Linked DNA regions of Mus musculus: all the other regions are linked to region 2. A link is a contact called in public HiCAR-type data. All regions are on one chromosome and are shown on one strand. The core of a region is the stretch at or near the end of the contact, and the rest is flanking DNA. Distances in the headings are between cores, read along the strand shown.

The links. HiCAR-type assays count read pairs that join an accessible place to other places.
Region 1: a contact with region 2 is called in a HiCAR-type map of fibro-adipogenic progenitors, with 5 times the contacts expected there. The contact joins two enhancer-like sites. A contact is called at or near these places in 3 of 39 promoter capture datasets (the 3T3-L1 cell line and 3T3-L1-derived adipocytes), 1 of 484 Hi-C or Micro-C datasets (myocytes) and 2 of 115 datasets of contacts at active chromatin or transcription factors (astrocytes and fibro-adipogenic progenitors).
Region 3: a contact with region 2 is called in a HiCAR-type map of fibro-adipogenic progenitors, with 11 times the contacts expected there. The contact joins two enhancer-like sites. A contact is called at or near these places in 1 of 15 datasets of contacts at CTCF or cohesin (the NIH/3T3 cell line), 1 of 484 Hi-C or Micro-C datasets (muscle stem cells) and 1 of 115 datasets of contacts at active chromatin or transcription factors (fibro-adipogenic progenitors).

Annotation. Positions count from the first base shown.
Region 1 is chr4:56,112,558-56,115,257 of GRCm38.p6, forward strand. No RefSeq gene overlaps it. Among named protein-coding and RNA genes, the nearest start is that of Gm12519, 110 kb to the left of the region's middle. Within about 2 kb of position 1,379, at least 178 of the 459 cell types and tissues checked have an H3K27ac peak or open chromatin away from gene starts, as enhancers often do. A contact at or near this core is called in fibro-adipogenic progenitors, where this site is marked.
Region 2 is chr4:56,683,952-56,686,651 of GRCm38.p6, forward strand. The region is part of intron 5 of Gm34687 (a long non-coding RNA gene); the gene reads right to left. Among named protein-coding and RNA genes, the nearest start is that of Gm26144, 6.3 kb to the left of the region's middle. Within about 2 kb of position 1,415, at least 30 of the 459 cell types and tissues checked have an H3K27ac peak or open chromatin away from gene starts, as enhancers often do. A contact at or near this core is called in fibro-adipogenic progenitors, where this site is marked.
Region 3 is chr4:55,874,151-55,876,850 of GRCm38.p6, forward strand. No RefSeq gene overlaps it. Among named protein-coding and RNA genes, the nearest start is that of Gm34482, 78 kb to the right of the region's middle. Within about 2 kb of position 1,276, at least 28 of the 459 cell types and tissues checked have an H3K27ac peak or open chromatin away from gene starts, as enhancers often do. A contact at or near this core is called in fibro-adipogenic progenitors, where this site is marked.

The sequences.
Region 1 (2,700 bases), core at 129-2,628, 570 kb before region 2:
TTAGCATATGGATCTTCCGACACTTAAAATTCAAGTGCCAGCAAGACTCCTGTCTCTAAAGTTTGGAACTGTCTGATGTTGCCCTCCATAGCTTAACACAATCTTCTGGTAGCCATCCCCTCTTTTGAAAGGCCTTTTGTTAGTCCACAGAGTACAGTAAATACTTTATCTGCATATGTCCCTTTCTTCTTGTACCCACTGCTATAACATCTTTAACATTTATTAGCCATTTAACATCTTTATTTTTCCTTTATTTTTAAGACAGACAAGAGATTGGACCGTGTCTTCAACGTACATTTCTTTATCCTTAGCAGCTAATACACTATCTACATTTTTAAATGCACAAGAGTATATTTATTTATTTTTCTAATTTTTCAGTCTGTTGGATGACAACCAGATGAGTGTTGAATAAGTGGAGAAGATACAGAGAGTTTATAGACGTCATCCATCCTGCTTTAGAATGCTCAGGGTGGCTTTGGAACTCAGAAGAAAGGAGAGAAAGTATGCATGTTTTATCCTATTGGTTCTCTGCCATGAGTTTCAGGATGAATCTTTTAGTTACCAATTGCTATTTTATAAATGAAAACACTTTAGGTCAAGGTCATGCTTTCAGTTAACAGAAGAACTGACATTCCAATGTAAACCTCTCAGATGTGCGCCAACGCTCTTTCCGCTCCTCCCAAGGCTAAGCTGCCTCCTTACTGATGAAGGCAACAGCAACAGCACCTCATCTTCTCGTCCAAGGCACTTCACAGCCAGCACCTCCTTGGTGCTGGCATGGCAGTTGTCTCATGGGGGATGCGTTGAGCCCTCTGCTTTGTGACAGAGCCAGCTGCAGAAAGCACAGCCAACAGCTTCCAATCAAAGGAAATCCTGCAAAAACAGCTTCAGCGATCTCCTGGGGACTCTCCCCTTCACAGACCCTGGCAATAAATAACACGCAAAAGCCATCTGCCCATTGCCAAGGTGGACTTCAAATGGGGTGGGGCAACAGTATTAGAACCTTCCACTTGGCATGTGCACTGTCAGCCCATTCCAGAAATTAGTTCACAGGGAGTAGATGAAGGGAATGCCCACTTCCCCAGCAGCTGACTCGTGGGAACTCTGAGCTTGAATTAGCAGGAGGAAAATGCAGCTTGCTAGCCTTCAAAGACCATTTTCCCAGCTAAGCCTTAGACGGCTGCTTTGACATGTGTTCAGAACTACTCCCAAACAAGCACAAACACAGCAGACTCCACTGATCAGGGCTGCAGAGCTGAAGGATGGAATCTCAAGCATGATCTGTGAGAACAGAAAGTCCCAGCACAGGCTCCACGCAAGCTACTTTAAGCTCCAGCCCTGCATCCTGTAGCCAAGGATGGGTGGCCCCGGAGCAGGAAACTCTTGGCAGCCTGCACTGCGTGCTTTGCCTGCTGACAAGAGCACACCCTGGCCTTGGTTATTGCCCTTATAAAACAGCTCGAGGAGAATGCAAGCCAAACGTTTTCAATGTGCCTGGAAGAAGAATGTTAACTATGATTGCGCAGTCGAACAGTACAGTACTGCAACAACACGCAGCGTTGCTCAGGGGAGGGGCCAGGAGATGTGGCTCAGGCTTCCTGTGGCTTCCCTGCCCTTCTCCTTCCTGCCCTCAACAGCAAAGCTTCCCCACCGCTGCCCTGACAAGGCCCTCACAGAAGAAACCAAGCATTGGGGATTTTTATGGCTGTAATTAAGAGTCAGAATCCTTTCCAGCTAGAAGCTAATAATCTCATTTGCGTTATTTTAATTTTTTATTTTAAAAAGTCTCTTTATTCTAATTAATTCACAAACAAAAACATCATGGAGCTGGTTTAAGGAAGTCAGTAAAACATTTGCTATATCCAAACTTTATACATCCAAATGAACCAATGCTAAAGCTATGGAGATTTTTTGGGGGGAGGGGGCTACACATTCGCTATTAACTACACATTCTGTTCATATTTGCAACTGTTTTTTCACTATTTGACAATGAGATCGTTTGTGATAAAAGAGAAGCAAAAATTAAAGGCTGTAGAGGTCTTCATGAAGGATGTTGCCTATTAACATTCACCCTGTAGAAGAAACCTGGTGTGGTGTATGCAGATTTCTCCACATTCATGGTCTGTTTCTACTAGGCTTTGTGGAGTATTTCCCCATATTTTAACAAATCTCTAAATTGGGGAATTGCCACCCACAAGCTGAAGAGAAACAAGTACCACAGGATATTCCTACCAGAACATATAACCCAGTCAGCCTGCTCCTCACTCAGGAGCCAGAACATGTTTATTGTACTAAAATCTCACTCAGATCACACACACACACACACACACACACACACACACACATCATCATCATCATCATCATCATCATCATCATCATCTCAGTTTTAGTTCTGGGTTATTTTTTCTAATAATTTTAATGAGATTTAAAGAGGGTAATAAAAGCATGTGTTTGTCCCTCTAAAAGAGAACAAAACATCATCTTGCCTTACTTCATGATGAAGTATCACAAGGGTTTCAACCAAAGGAAAAGGACAGGTGACATCACTGTTTCTTGTTTCTCTGAAAATTTGGACCATAAAATAGAATAAATTAAGAACTATGGGAACGGGCTGGAGAGATGGCTCAGAGGTTAAGAGCACTACTGAATGCTCTTCCAGAGGTCCTGAGTTCAATTCCCAGCAACCACATGGTGGCTCAC
Region 2 (2,700 bases), core at 165-2,664:
AAATGCCTGTCAAATGTCAGAAGGCGGTGTGCTTATCCTAGTGGCTGGACCGCTGGCTTCCACAATTGTGCTGCTATCCATTGCCTTTTTACAGTGTGTGCTCACCTCTCCTAGCAAATGGAATAAATGCCCAGAACACCGGACGATTGCACGGGAGACCCACAGACCCCAAAGCCAAGGACTGCCAGAGTGCTTGATGTGGCCCTGCCTTGCTCAGCAGAACAGCTTGTTCCAAGGCTTAGAATCTCTGAGAAAGCCTCTATGTGGCTTCCAGGGTCACACTGCCACACACTCATAAATCACAGCAGCACGTCTTCCGAAGCACCTCTTCACAACTGGAATTTGTGCAACTCATGTGAGCCAGAGAACTGGGCTTGTGGGCGTGGTCTTCTGTTGGTAAGTAGAAAGATGTCAGTGCTAGACCAGTGTTAGCAAATGCCACGGGCTGAAGGAGCTGAAGGGGGTTGCAACCCCATAAGAAGAACAACAATATCAACCAACTAGAATCCACCCCCCAAAAGCTCCCAGCGACTAAACCACTAACCAAAAAGTACACATGGAGGGACCTCTGGCCCCAGCTGGATATGTAGCAGAGGATGGCCTTATCGCGCATCACTGGGAGGGGACCCCCTTGGTCCTGTGGAGGCTCCATGACCCAGGGTAGGAGAATGTTAGGGCGCTGAGGCAGGAGTGGCCAGGCGGGTGGGGGAACATCCTCATAAAGGCAGCGGGGAGGGGATGCAGGGTTTGTAGAGGGGAAACTGGGAAAGAACAATAAATAAAATAACCAATAAATGGGGGGGGGGGGGGAGAAAAAATGCCCGGCCTGGTTATCTTGTTTTCCCTGAAGAAAGCTTGAAACTCAAGATCCTAGCACCATGCAAACCGATAGTCTCGTCATCTCAGGGCAAATTGGGCTCGCTCGTCCCTTACAGTTCTCAAAGTCAGCACGGTGAACTGGATATATATCACTACAGCTCACGGAACATATCAGAAACAGCAGAGGGAAGAAAAAAAAAAAGATAAGAACCAAGAATGTATCTTCTGAGACAGCAAAGATGTATTCCAGCACACTTGGGAACACAAATGTCTTCCTTGATTGCTAATAAACCCGGGCCTGCTTCTCTTTTCCCATAGCTAAGGACAGAAGCCTTCTCATCAAGACACGCATTGGCTGTCAGTCAAATGTATGCCGTGTGCACAGATATGAAGCCAACAAGACTTAGGTGCCCCAAGAGGAACTAGGCAGAAAAAAAAAAAAAAAAAAAAGAATGCCAGGGCAGGGGCAGGGCAAGGCAGGCCAGGCCAGGCACTGACTCTTAAGTAACAAATTAAGTGTTGCAGGGGTTGAATCCAGCAGCCAAGCTTGAGAAATGGCCATGAAAACGATCAATGATGGAGCTCGGGCTCCTCCTAGTGGTGAATTTTGATTACTGCCAGGAGGCATCCTCTCCACCCACACAGAGACGTCAGCCCCACCCAGGGAGTCACTAGGTCAAGTCTTCAGTCCCGAGCCGGTGAGAGACTCCCATGGGTCGGGCTCTGGGCTAGCGCTGTCAGGTCGTTAGTCTTATTAAAGATCACATTGGCTGAGTGTCATTAGACACAATTTATAGATGATGAAAGAAAGTTTTAAAAAGCTTTTGCCTTGCCCAGAGTTACACAGAAGAATCCAGGAAGACCTGGGGAATCCCCAAGTCAAAGCTTCTCCCCCAACGCCACGCTGAGTACAAAGTGCTGCGGATGAGGAGATGAAGCCCTGATGTGTCCTTCATGTATTTTAACTGGGCAGGCTGACTCCTATTAAACAATCAGAACACAAAGCCGCAAGCGCTACTCACACGGTGGGGTGGGGGGGAGTAGGAACAGTTAATGAGCTGGGACCCGGGGCACTGTCCTTCTCCAGCACCTTTTCGCCCTTCAGAGTGGCCTGCCATCCAGCGTCCACCACACTCTTGCATCCCCTCTGCCTCAGCATCCTTCCTGCTGCAGCATCCCCCTGTCGCATCCCTCAACCTCCAGCATCCCCTAACCTTCTGAGACCGCAGACACTGACAAGGAGCTCATGTGTAGACCAATGCATCCATCACTAATGAAGAGAGCTGAGAGAATGGCTTCCCTCCAGCCCTGCAACCAGATAAGAAATAAGATCCTCATTCAAATAGCTGGAGGGGAGAAAAAAAATACCTCAAAAGAAGAGTTTAAAAAATAAAAAAAAAAAAAGAGAGAGAGAGTTTAAAAGGTTTGACCACTCACATCGAGGGAGATCTAGAATCCTGTGGGAATTTGACACCGACAGAGTCAGGCTGTCATTTGGGCTGGTTGATTGCAGTGACAGGTTAAGCACGGCTTGTGGCAGGAAGACCTTGGCATCTCTCCATACAAAGAATTGGGATGCCATTTCTGTTTGCTACCGGTGACAGGCTATCTCACAACATTGAACATCAGTAGCGGAATTCATCGCTGGGAGCCTGCTTTGCATGCATATAACACAATGGCACCTTTTCTTTTTTTCTTCTTCTAGGATCCAGATGCATATAAAAACACTTTATAGAAACGGTATCGCATTATGCATGCAGCTTTGCAAACAGCTCTTTTCACCCACACTAAAAATACTTCTTCATATTATTTAAATATCCTATTTTGTGGGGCTTGGGGGTTATGGTTTGTAATTTGAGGGTGTTTTTGTTTTGTTTGGGG
Region 3 (2,700 bases), core at 26-2,525, 810 kb before region 2:
CATCAATAAGACCAAGACTGTTTATTTGTTTGAAACGGGTCTTCACCATGTAGCCCAGGCTGGCCAGGACCTTCCCCAACCCCCTGCACAGTGCTGGGACCATAGGCTGGTGCTATCACTCCTGACCCTTCTCTTTCCTCTTGGCCTGTTTTTTTTTGTTGTTGTTTTTGTTTTTTGGGTTTTTTTTGTAGCCCATTTTTATATACATTTACAAATGTATGAGCAAGAAAGCTCGAAAATCTTTACAAATGGCCTGCTTGCCATATATAGTTGAGAAGTGTTGCCTCAGAAGAGAAACAGGAAAACCGAAGCCTCCAAGATGAACTCATCCCATCTGTTCTCTTACAGCTATGAGCTAAAAGTGTCGTTTTTACAACTTTGAATGGCTGTCAAAAGAATCAAAGAAGAACACATTTTATGATGTACGGAAATTACACAAAATTCCAGTTTGTGTGTATTAATGCAAGGTTGTTCTTTTTTTTTTTAAACCAGGCACACACATCCATTTCCATATCTCCTATGGAGTTTTCACACTATAAAACTATTATGTCCACGAAGCCTAAAACAGTTACTCTGTGGCATTCTGAAATCGTTTTCCCCACCCTGATTTATATATAGTTCTGATTTGCTAGCTTAGTTGTCTTCTAGTAATTCAAAGTGATTTTACTTCATCAAAATCGTCGGAATTATACCACTTCTGCGGAGGTAGGGGAGTTTTGATAAAACTTCGCTAATCCCAGCAGGTATGTCCTCAGTTGGTGTTCATTTAGGGGTTTTGCAGAGGTCATGCTCTGGATGCCCCATAACTGGCAGTCTGTGGCTTGGCTCACCCCATCTTCCGAGGGAAAACGCCTGCTGCCTTTGTTGTTCTGGGCATTCCCATTCACGTTTTCACTAGGCCTGACCCTGCCTGGCTTGTAAAATCTGATGGGCTCCCTGCCCAAGGAGGAATGGCCTCGGGCAGGTGGAAGTGCCACTCCAGAGAGGTGGTAACCGGTGAGCAGAAGGCAGGCTACAGGAGGAGGGGCTGCACCTCTCTGTTCTTCTGGCCTGCGTTGTCTTCTCCCCATGCTGTAGGGCTTCCTGAATCTTAAGTCTCAAACAGTTCATTAGCTTGCCTGGAGAGTCAAATAATCTGGGCTTCTCAGGAGTCCAGTGTTATTTCCCTAGGAAGGACTCCTGGGGACGTAAAAGAGTCCTCTACGTGAGTAGTGAGCTGGTACCTGGCAGGAGCAAGCCGGGCAAACATTCCCTTTACGTATGAGCCACGAGAGGAGGACGACACAGATGTCAGAAGCCGGCTTGGGATCCTGGGTGCTCGCCCAGTCCTTGGCCCAGAGTAGAGGCAGTCAAACTACACTGGCAAGAATACCAGTGCATGGTGCCAGGAGGATATGTCATTTACCAGCTGCGTCATTTTGGGCAGCGCTCATCACCTCTTGGAGCCTCCTCTGGGAAGCTGACTGGTGGGGCAGTTGGAAGGATCAGAGCATTAATCAGCGTAAGTGGAGTTTTGTCAGCTGCGAAGACTGAGGGGGTATTCCAAAGCAATGTGTAAGTAGGTCCTTTGGTGCCCCATACTGACAAGGGATAGTTAGAGATACGGCCAATAAAGTGCTGCTCATGAGATCTTTTTAAAACCAGTTTGGGTCTTTCTCCAGTTCCGTGGCTAGGCTGTTGAGGATGTTGAAAGCCTCTAGCCATCCCAGTCTTTCCTGACCCCAGCTTCCTCTTGATATTTGGCTTTCTCTTTGCAGCATCCCTGTTGTGTGGTTTCCCAGCCTTTCCTTACATATTTCTGGTGATGGGAAACTCATTCCCTGATGAGGGAATCCCTTTTGTCTTGATCAGGCCATTGGGAAGTTCCTAATGGCCCAAAAGGTATAAACTGAGGCTCACTTCCAGTACTGCTCCACCCCCCAACACTGAACAAATGTAGTCCCAAAGCTGTAAGAATCAGTCCAATTCTCTTTATGAATTCCATGGACTCCCTGTAATTCTTCACTTTTTTTTTCCTCTTAGAAGTCCTGACAGATCGTGAGTTCCCGAGTTTCAGGGAATATGCTATTGTGCTTATTCTGGCTCCGTGCATGCACATGTGTATGCATATGCACACATATATCATTGCATGTATAGGTCTGTGCATGCACAAAATGCATATATAAATAAAAGAAAATGCCTTTCAAATTTTGACTCACGATTTTCTTACCGTAGGCTCTTGTCTTCCTATAGCATGTAAACTTGAACATCTAAGAAGTATGAGCTAGTGCATATGGCAAGTAAGAATATGACTTCTGTGCAAACAAGGCAGACCTTCTGGTGACATCCACACCTTTCTCTGCGGTGTCACATGGCAAATGGAACAAGGGGGTGTGGCTTCATTTTGCTCAGCAACTCATTTTTAAAATTGTAAACTCATTCTTTAAAAATATATCAAAAGTAAGTGCTTGCTTGAGCTTGAATACTCACTGATGGCATGGATTGTGCACAGAACCAGTCAGAAGCTGTGCATGCTCAGGGCCTCTGCATCTCCTGGAGCATCCCCTCTACCCATAAGATATGCATGAGCTACAACTGTGTCATGAGGTTGCTGAGCAGAGTGGAGATGACACAGTCTGAGCCTGGCATGTCAGATACCCTCCCCTAGGGCCATGCCTCCCTCCCTAGACACATCAGCTAGCTCTTCAGGAACGGGAATTG